Linked DNA regions of Pan troglodytes: region 2 is linked to region 1. The links are chromatin contacts, called in public HiChIP or PLAC-seq maps. All regions are on one chromosome and are shown on one strand. Each heading gives the region's core, a stretch centred on a gene start, on an enhancer-like site or on the middle of the called end of the contact. The rest is flanking DNA. Distances are from core to core; before and after follow the strand shown. Region 1 overlaps LOC134809463 (a long non-coding RNA gene). Region 2 holds the start of LOC107970716 (collagen alpha-1(II) chain-like).

Region 1 (5,052 bases), core at 903-3,402:
ACTACCTCTATTTTGCTTGATCTTTAAATACATACTTATTATACCTTTTGGGTAATTCAGAACTGCTAAAGCCTCACTTTGGGCTCAATCTTCACCCCAGTGAAGTTAAAATCTGAAATGGATTTGGGCTGGGAGAAGGGATTGAGCTTGTATTAGTTATATATTGCTGTGCAATAAATAAATAAACCACAAACTTGGCAGCTTAGGACAAAACATATTTATTATCTCACAGTTTGTATGGATTAGGAATCTGTGTATGTCTAAGGAATCTGTGCACGTCTAGTTGGGGCCTGTCTTAAGGTCTCTCCTTGGCTGTGTTCACAAAGCTGGGGTCTCATCTGAAGGCTGGATGGGGAAGGATCCACTTCCAAGCTCACTTAGTTGTTAGCAGCCAACAGGCTTTTGAACTGAAGGTCTCAGTTCCTCACTGGCTATTGACCAGAGGCTACCATCAATTCCTTGCTAAAGGGATCTCTTCAACCTGGCACCTTGCTTCATTAAAGCATTATGTGGAGAAATCAACAGGGAGAGTCAACTAGCAAGATGGAAATCACAGTCTTTTGTAACTTGGATCAGGGAAATGATATGCCCTCAATGTTGCCAGGGAAGAGATCACACGAGGCAATAAATATCAGGAGGTGAGTCTCATTGGGGCCATCTTAGAGGCTGCAAAAATTTTAAAAAACTTATTATATTGATTAGTTGAACATTTAAAATGCTAAAAGTTGAACAATTATTCTTGGTACACATTAATGCATTTTAATCAGTTTCTTTGCTTTTAACATCATGTCTGGTATTTTTCTGAAGAATGTGTTTTTTAATATAATATTTAAATCTTTTTTAAATAAGATTACCTCCAATGTTCTTAAAGTTACATATTGTGATTAATAAAGTTGAAATCATTATATTCTTCATTGGAAAAAATGAAAAAGGAACAAATCTTAAACCAAATGAGACAGTGGCATAAATCAGGACCTCTCTGGGCAGAGTAGAACAATATGTACTTTTTTTTTTTTTTTTTTTTTGAGACGGAGTCTTGCTCTGTCTCCCAGGTTGGAGTGCAGTGGCGCGATCTCGGCTCACTGCAAGCTCCGCCTCCCGGGTTCACGCCATTCTCCTGCCTCAGCCTCCCAAGCAGCTGGGACTACAGGCGCCCGCCAACACGCCCGGCTAATTTTTTGTATTTTTAGTAGAAATGGGGTTTCACCGTGTTAGCCAAGATGGTCTCGATCTCCTGACCTCGTGATCCGCCCGTCTCGGCCTCCCAAAGTGCTGGGATTACAGGCGTGCAATATGTACTTCTTAACTACAGAAGCAGAGAGAAAGGGAGAGATAGAGATGATTAGATAGATAGATAGATAGATAGATAGATAGATAGATAGATGATATTGATTTCCCATGCAGATGTCAACCATCCTCATAACTGGAGGATATCATATTTCTAATGGTGAAACACTAACAGCAAAAAGTAAGGGATACCAATTGTGAGAAACAAATCACAACTGCACATCAAATGTTTGCTGACATTGGATCTGTGCTGTCTTCCAGTTGTGCCATCCTATTTTACTCCTTAAGAAATGAGGAAATTCCTATTTGGGGGCATCAACTCTCCCTCGAGAAAAACAAAGCTGCTAAGTAAGATTCCACCTAGAAAAGGGGAAAAGCATATATCAGAGAAACACATTTATACCCCCACACAAAATAATAGCATGAGCTGTGTTTTAGAGGAAATAGGGCGCTAAACCAAATTCACTCCTCTTAAATCAAAGCTTCCCCAAGTGCAAGTACATGGCCACATTGGGGAACCAGATCCAAGTTAGAGAAAAAGGAAATTTAGTGACAATGACTGTTTCTTTTACCCTTCAGGGAAAAAAATCCAAGTAGAAAGCATCTCTTTTCCAGTTCAGGTTGAAGAGTCCTTTCCTCCTGTCACATGTTTAGTTGTCCCCTGAGGTTAGCGGTGCAAGCTCACACTCTCCAGAAGAGCCACACCAACCCAGCCTAAAATGGTTACTTAGCTTCATTAAATCAGGTCACAGTGAAAAGGATAAGCTTTAATTATCCACTGAAGTGATCTTTGAATCCAGTATCTCTGTTTTCTCAACATGATCTCGTAGCAGGAATTATTTCTCTCAAGAACCACAAGAGGGAGTATTCTTACTTCTTTGTCACTGTCCATCTCTGACACTGGATAGATAGTACCCTTCTGCGTTTTTTTAATGATAAGACATATTATTAAACAAGCTTCATTTTTATTCATCTAAAATATGAGTGATTATCTGTGTGTCTTTCCTATGTATTATATCCAGGACATTTTCTTAACCAGCCATGATAAAAGAGAAAGCAGACAGTATTTCATACTGGTTCTTTCTCTCACGTTTATTATCTGGGGACTGTGAAGGAGGATTTCTTTGTCAATTTGTGTTCAGCAAGTGCAAAATAGCAATGGATGATTCTCCCTAACTAGGAGGAAAGGAATCATTTATCTGGAAATAATTATACCACTGCTTTGAGCTAACCATCTGCCTAGTCCTTAAAAGGCTAAAAGCAAACCACAAACATGATTCTGTCCATTTTCATCATATGCCTATGAGGTAAAGAGGTGATAACTAATACTTTCTTCAATGACCAAAGTGCAGTACAAATCAGGAAAGTATCGATCTTATGTAAGATACCACATTGACTGTGTCAGCTAAAGTAATATAATCTGCTAAAGTAAGCAACCCCAAATACCCACGAATTCACACACACACACACATACACACACACACACACCATACACAAGGCTTATTTCTCACTCTGGTCACTGTCTGATGGGAGTTGGGTAACTAGTCTGGGCTGCTTTCTTCCAAGTGATGATTCAGTGATTCAGGTTCCTTCTATTGTGTCACTCCATCATCTTCACACTGAATTTTCTCTTGGCTGTCAAGTAAAGAGTGGCATAATTTCAGGGGCTAGGCATGGAAGTAGTATACTTTGCTTCTGTCCCCTAGCCTGGCTAGAACCCAGTCACATGATCAACTTAGATGAAGAATGAGGCTTCCAGTATGCCAGGAAAGAGAATGCACAATTACTGAGCTTCTAGACCAGGAGTTTGTCTTGTTTTTGGTTTAGTTTTTGTTTTGAGACAAGGTCTCACTCTGTCACCTGGCTGGAGGTGCAGTGGCACAATTTTGGCTCACCGCAGCCTCCACCTCCTGGGCTCAAGTGATCCTCCCATCGCAGCCTTGTGAGTAGCTAGGACCACAGACAACAGGTGGCGTGCCATTACCACTAGTTAATTTTTGTTTTTTTTGTAGAGATGGAGTTTCACCATGTTGCCCAGACTGGTCTTGAACTCCTGGACTCAAGTGATCCACCTGTCTTGGCCTCCCAAAGTGGTGGGACTATAGACGTGAGCCACCACAGCTAATCTAGGCCTAGAGTTTTTGACATGGTTTTCATGGGATACCAAAAGTTCTGTCGGCTTAGATGGAAAAGAAATTCCATTCTAACCTCAAACTGAAATTTAGCATTTCCTTCCATTATAAATGTAGGTATGATAGACACTGGTAGTGCCCAAAGCCATTTCTACTCAGTCCATCTGATTTCAGTGCAGCTGACATAAACAATTCCATGCATACTGTCAGTGACTCTCTGCAGGTATGAAATCTCTGTGGTTTTTGTTTTGTTTTGTTTGCTTTAGAGATTTATCTGAAGTCTTGGAAGGTCACTCAGTAGATGCAACGTGCAGCTCAGAAGTGCGGAGGGTTAATAACCATGGGGAGAACACTCAAACCATGCTAAACAGTAGTGTTTATGTAAACAGACCAGTCTCGAGTTCTTTAGCAAGATTATTCTGAGGCACATTCTATAAACTTCGAAGTTTGCAAGTAGCATTGAGTTCCAGTTATTCTCAGCAGCAACCAACACAGTAAGATTTATTGGCTTTTCTCTCTTTCTTGTCTTATTCTCCTCACTGTCTCACTTCTGTTTCCTGGGACTATCTCCCAAATAAACTACCTGCACCAAGTCATCATCTCAGCCTCTGATTTCATGACAATCCAATTTAAGCATTGGTGAGGGAAGAGGCTCTAGAAAAATGCCCCTCATTATAGACTTTGAAACTGAATTACTAAACAGTCAGATAGCAACTGTCACATGTGGCAAGTGTTGGGAAAGGAGCTAACTCCTAGATTGTTGTGGCCTCACAATGACTAAGAGGCTCATCTATGGCATATTGGGATGTGGTACAGGTGAAAGGCGTATGCTGCATCTATATCACTTGAATGGTATGGGGTAAATGTAATGAAAAGAATGGGATATGTAGGTATGACTGAGAGCCTAGAATGCCCAGCTTATCCTAAACTCTAGGTCATCAAAAGCAGTCTCTGCCCCTTGCTAGAAAAGCAGCCTTCTATTGCCAGGAGACCATGCAGTGATCTTAAAGTAGATGCTTGTAAGATAATGCTTAAGGCCTGCCCTCACTTCCCTTCATTGACTCCCCTTCCCTTCACTGACTCCCGGCCAGTAGCTAAAGACCTCAGCGTAGTCCAAGCAAGGAAGAATACTTCCTGCTACAAGAGTAAATAGCTTACCAAAAGATTTGCAAATCCTGGCTCATGTGTACTGACAAAAGCTGGGAGTGGATCTTGAGAATAATAGACCTGAGGATATGGGGCATAATATAAGCCTCACAATGGGGCAGATGATTAACATGGTTGCACTCTCTCAAAAGTTAATGTACTAGCAAGGACACCTGGAGGCAGTTCCAAGATGACGCTGCAATGATTCTTTTGAGCTTGGACACGACACTGTCTTATAATAAATGAGTTAGAGATGACAGATTGTGTTCAGGGAGTTGATAAAGGGAACAAAATGATCATGGAAATGGGCATCTTTAAATTGATTAATTATGTGAGCTATGAGAACCTACTGCCTGATTATGTTCTGTGGAAAGGAAAGACACATCCTTCTTTAGGGAAGCAAGGAATGCACCGGTGAGGGGGACACCAGCATCACTGAGACACTCTTGGGTGACTCTACTTTGTAGCCCAGTATTGACTGGGGTAG
Region 2 (5,052 bases), core at 1,902-4,401, 160 kb after region 1:
CTTGGGATATAGAAACTCGAGGTTGAGATCCTCTGTGGCCTGTAGGTTTTGGTTTTGTTTGAATTTAGCTTTTGGTTTTTGGTCACTCAAATCATGACAGAAATAAGTTTTCCCATTTTTGCTCAGTGATCAGATACCTGAGAATCCAAGGTTTGAATCCCTTATACGGATACACGCAGTTTTAGGGTTTGCAGTGAGACAATGAAAAAGCCTGGGCTCTAAAATCAGAAAATGGCCTTCCAGTTAATAGCTGTGTAAATGTAGGCACGTCGATCAAGTTCACTGAACCTTAGTTTCCTTATATGTAAAATAGAGCTAATCATATCTACCTTGCTTAGCTGGTGTGTGGCACAGGAAATGATAGACATTATTATTCAGCAAATAAACCAAGTTGTGCTATAAATCCATAGACTGCTTTCAATATTGAAATTATTTCATATTTTTGCCAATTTGTGGCAAAAAAATGTAAAAGACACTTTTGTGATTTGTCCTTGGTACAGTTTTGCTCCTTTAAACGTTGACTAAAACGTGCCCATGCTCAGTGTGCAGGTCCTTCAACACATTTGAAGGTGAACAGTGCTGGTCCCTGACAAACTTAAAAATTGTTCAGGTTTATCTTTAGGCACAAAGAATAATCTGTGTTCTCAAATGCCATAGTGACCTCTATCCCACGGTTCAACAGCTGTAGGGCTATCCATAGAAGCAGCTGGGCCTCTGGTTTCTCTTAGTATCATGAACCCAATATGGAAATCCTCCCCCTCAGATTTACTCACATTACTTCCCTGACCTAGACCACAAGTTAGTCCTTTCCTTCCTCTAATTCCTCCTCTCCCCTCTCAGATACAGATTTTATACTTTCCTACAAATGTTCTATGACTTTAATTAGTATTCATCATTAATTTGAAGAGAGTGTATATTCTGACATCATGATATGAACTTTCCATGTTAATGAAATTTCTGACAATTTAGTGTGCTATTGAAATTCTTCCCTTCTCTAGTGGTTATGGTTGCATTTCTAAAATCTGTTATGATGTTGGAAAAATTACATTAAAAGTAGATATCATCAATGTTTTGTTCATTATTGTAATAAAATGAAAACATCTTAGTGTTGTGTTATAAATCCTATAATTAGTCTGTAATCCTTCCCTCCCTTCCAAAGGTATTTCAGGGATTAGAGTTTTTAATTGTGCATGAGATTCATAAAGTAGGGGCACAGCCTTGTTACTACTATTACACATTTTTTTTTTCATTTGGATAATTTAGCCGTTATCACTTCAAAAAGCTATTCAGAGATGACTATAATAGCTAGTCTCTACATTTTTACATTGGATTTTTCTTTCTTCCAAAAAAATTACTGCTCCACAAACCCCAAATATATTTTTAATTTAGGGAAAAAGTGCTCATATCTGAGAAAATGTGGATTTGGAGAATATATAGAACCTTTCCTCGGGAATTCCGAAAACTCAAGCGCTCTGGCTTACCAAGTGAAGTAGGTTTTCAGGAAATCCCAGCCCCTCAGGACTCTCGATCTGGACCAATCCCAGCTGCCATAGCTCCGCGCTCCCGGGATGGGGCTGTGTTGCCCACGCCTCGCGGCGCGGGCGGACACACACCCTGCTAGGACTAGCTCAGTCCTCCCAGTTTCCCTTCCGAGATGCCTCGGAATCTTTACCACGGTTATCAAACGATTCTGTGGATCAGTAGTTCCCAACTTCTAGGGACAGACGTCCTTTTAAAATTCAACGTAACAGACCACCACCCTCCAAACAGACTGTGATAGCCGTATTTTTAAATTCTCTACTGATTGAGAAAACTCAAAAACAATTAAAAACTCCAATAGAGCCTACAGTACTTTCAAATGACTGTATATTTTAATTATAGCATTTGCATACAACTGAGTTTATCTATCTATGCTGTACGCTAAGTTTAGGGGCAGGCTTGGTGCACAGATGGTTTCGCCCACCCTTTGCACAGGGGAAGCCCCCCAGGCGCCCAGGCTGGGAGGCCCAAGTCCCGGCAGCTGCTGCGGTGGACTTAGAGGTAGCAGGTCCTGCTTCTGCCCCAAACGTTCAATGTAGTCGGATTCCCGGGGACAGCAGGGCAGTCTGCGCGCACATCGCCGGGGCATCGCAGGACACCTGCTGCCCCCTATCGGTGGTGAGAACAATAACCCGAACCCGGTTGGAATCAACTGGAAGAGGCCTTTTGAAAAAAAGAATATTCCAGGACTACGCAGTAGCCAGACGACTCTCTAAGAACATGGGTTTCCGCAGTCAGCTCCGACTGCCTCGTTTTAATGCAGTTTTTCGCAAGTGAAGGAGAGCGTGCTGGATCGAAGAGGACTCTGACACTGCTTCGGTGAAGGCGGGGAGTGGGGAAGGGGGGGTGTTGAAGGGGTTCAAGATACACCCAAGGGTCTATTTGTTTTCCACCTCCCTCTTCAGCAACCCATCTGGTCCTTATGCAAAGCACTTGCCTTCGCCCGGGATGGGGACACACATCAGAGCACAGCGTGGTGTTTTCCCAAGCCCCCGAGGCACCTGTCCCCTCACATTACACCTTGAGGAGAGTCCAGTGACCTCTGCTGCAGAGGCGACAAAGGCTCCCTGGGAAGCCGGCCTCAGTGGTGCCCAGGAATGGCTTTCAAACAGCGTGTACTCCTGTGGTCCCTTTAATAAACATAGGACTATGCTTCAGAAAAGCAAAAATAAATGCCGAGAAGTAAAAGGAAGCTATCGGTTACCCCGTTACCTCTGAAGCCTGTATATGTGAAATTTTCTTCTAAGACCGAGCATTAAAATTTGCTTCCACTTGGACATAGCCAAGATTGCTAACAGGCTGGGAACGTGTGTGTGTGCGTGTGTGTGTGTGTGTGTGTGTTGCTACATACTCTGAGATTTCTAATTTTATTTTCACCACTTTCTCCCCGCTTATTACTACCCCCCACCCCAATACACACACACTTGGCAGTATCCTGACTTCTTCACTCTTGTCCACATTTGTCTTGGCGCTCTGGGGAAGAAGGTAAGAATAGACGAACGAAGGTGCGTGCAAGAAAGGAGGGAGGGGAGGAGGTACGGTCGGCTTGCACACCAGACTGTGCTTGTTTGAGCAGGAATAGTGGCGGGGTGTCTTCGAGAGGATAACGGAAATGCCCCACCACACGCCCACAGCGCAAGTGCCGGCGTCCCCAATCGGCCAGTGGCAGCAGCAGAACCGGGGTCCACTTGGCACCTCAGGGGCTCTCGCCCGTCCGCTCTGGGCGTCGGGCTGTCCAGTTTCCCTGGGAATCTGGGAGAGGAAGGAGGCTTAGCTAGCTCTGTTCTCCCTGCCAGTACGCTGTGGCGGCGGCCCCTGGCCAGGGCCCGGCCAACTCCCCGCTCTTGGATGGCTGCAGGTGCCCAGTGGCCCATCCCCAGCGGGGGCGAAACGCCGAGCTGGCCGAACCTTCCACACGTCCAGCTCGGAGTGCGTCTCAGTCGCGCGGCAGAGGCCCCTGGGCCCGGGCGCTCTGGGTTCCCGCGGCCTGTGGGCGCGGTGCACAAGGGCGCGGGCGGGCGGCGCCAGCTCCCAGGCGGAAGGCGCGGCGGGGCCACGGTCACCGCCGCCGCCGCCGGGGCTCGGGCGGAAGCGCGGGCTCCGGGGGGAGGGGCTGCCGCTCCCCGCCAAGGCCCAGGGATCCCGGCCCCGAGCGGCTCCCGTCCGGGCAGCAGCGGATCCCAGGCCGCCCTTACCCTCGCCGGGCAGGGATGAGCCCTGCTCAGGTTCAGCCGCAACCCCGCGCGCGGCGGGGCGAGGCCGAAGCCCACGCAGGTCCGCCCGGTGTGCGTCTTTCACTCGCACACACGGAGCCCCTTGCCAGGCGCGCAGGCCCGGGCTACGAGGCCGGCTGCTCCGGCGTCTGCCACCTCCAGGACCCAGAGCCGCCAGCCCTGGGCTCCCGGCAAGCTGTGACTTCCCGGATGGGGCCATGCTTTTCTTCCAGGACAATCGGGGCTCCTCCCCTCCCAGCGATCTTTCTAGGAGGCCACCTCCAGAGATTGCGAGGCGATTTCCTCCCTGCCGGTACCAAACTGTAACTCCTCTCGCTACAGACGCCGAGAACCAAACGCTGACTATTTGGCGAGGGACCACCACCACCCAGAAAAACACACGGTTCAGTGTGCGTGGATTGTTTGCATCAGCGAGTTCATGGCGAATAGAAGTTCTCTATTTTTGATAGCCCTGATTTTCAAGCGTTTTAAAAGTTACGTTGTTCTGTTTTCTGCTTGGTCAACAACACGGAAAATGGAATATTGCTTTTTTTGTGATTCAAAATCAATTGTAGTTACAATGACTTTGAGAATTTCACGGCATCTTGTGAGATAAAATGGAGATGCGCACCTAGGTGAGAATCACTGGAGTGGATTACGTAGTGGCCGGCTGGATCCGGCTAACAGTCTCTGAGGCTCATTCCTTTTCGTTCTCAGCTCGCCCACTCTAGTAGGACTTTCATCTTTAAATTATTTTTTAATTATCATGAGGCTCTCAGTCTAAGATAGCAAAGATTGAGCGCCACATTTAAGCAGTTCTCTCAAACTAGCTTTACCTTTTTAGGGAAGTAATTCCTGGGCTAATCATTTCAGATCTGAGAACAAAAGAAGTTGCTAAAAAAAAAAAAAAACTTTTATTTACGCAGCAGATACTTATGGATCGTCTACCTTGCACCAAATACGCGCGCGCACACACACACACACAGTGAATACTGTGGGCTATACAAATAATATATAACATCTGTTGAATGATTAATATGTGACAGGCAATATACTTGCTACTTAAAAAGGATTCTATCATTTTACCCTCCCGGGGACATATGAAGTAGAGATACTGTCATCCCTGCTTTACCTATGAGAAAAATACGAGTCATGAAGTAACTTACTCTAGGTCACCCAGTTAATAAGTGGCAGGACAGGACATTACACTTTACGCCCAGTCTGATACAGAGACCTCAGCCCAACCTCTACACTGTGTCCTCCAGTCAGATCTGGGAATCTGTATATTTTGGAACCACCT

Evidence for each region. HiChIP or PLAC-seq counts read pairs in DNA pulled down with a chosen protein or histone mark.
Region 2: a contact with region 1 is called in an H3K4me3 HiChIP or PLAC-seq map of stem cell-derived excitatory neurons, with 4 times the contacts expected there. The contact joins the promoter of LOC107970716 here to the enhancer-like site in region 1. A contact is called at or near these places in 4 of 7 Hi-C or Micro-C datasets (blood, induced pluripotent stem cells and stem cell-derived neural progenitor cells), 1 of 1 datasets of contacts at active chromatin or transcription factors (stem cell-derived excitatory neurons) and 1 of 1 other capture datasets (stem cell-derived neural stem cells).

The regions. Positions count from the first base shown.
Region 1 is chr2:110,616,054-110,621,105 of NHGRI_mPanTro3-v2.0_pri, forward strand. The region is part of intron 1 of LOC134809463 (a long non-coding RNA gene); the gene reads left to right. All of the region lies in intron 5 of LOC101057909 (a long non-coding RNA gene), which reads right to left. Among named protein-coding and RNA genes, the nearest start is that of CCDC54, 100 kb to the right of the region's middle. Within about 2 kb of position 2,153, at least 10 of the 24 cell types and tissues checked have an H3K27ac peak or open chromatin away from gene starts, as enhancers often do. A contact at or near this core is called in stem cell-derived excitatory neurons, where this site is marked.
Region 2 is chr2:110,772,971-110,778,022 of NHGRI_mPanTro3-v2.0_pri, forward strand. It overlaps LOC107970716 (collagen alpha-1(II) chain-like), which reads left to right and starts at 3,152. Exons shown (of 4, transcript XM_063806355.1): 1 at 3,152-3,251; 2 at 3,336-5,052. The coding sequence starts at 3,152. The coding sequence ends at 4,219.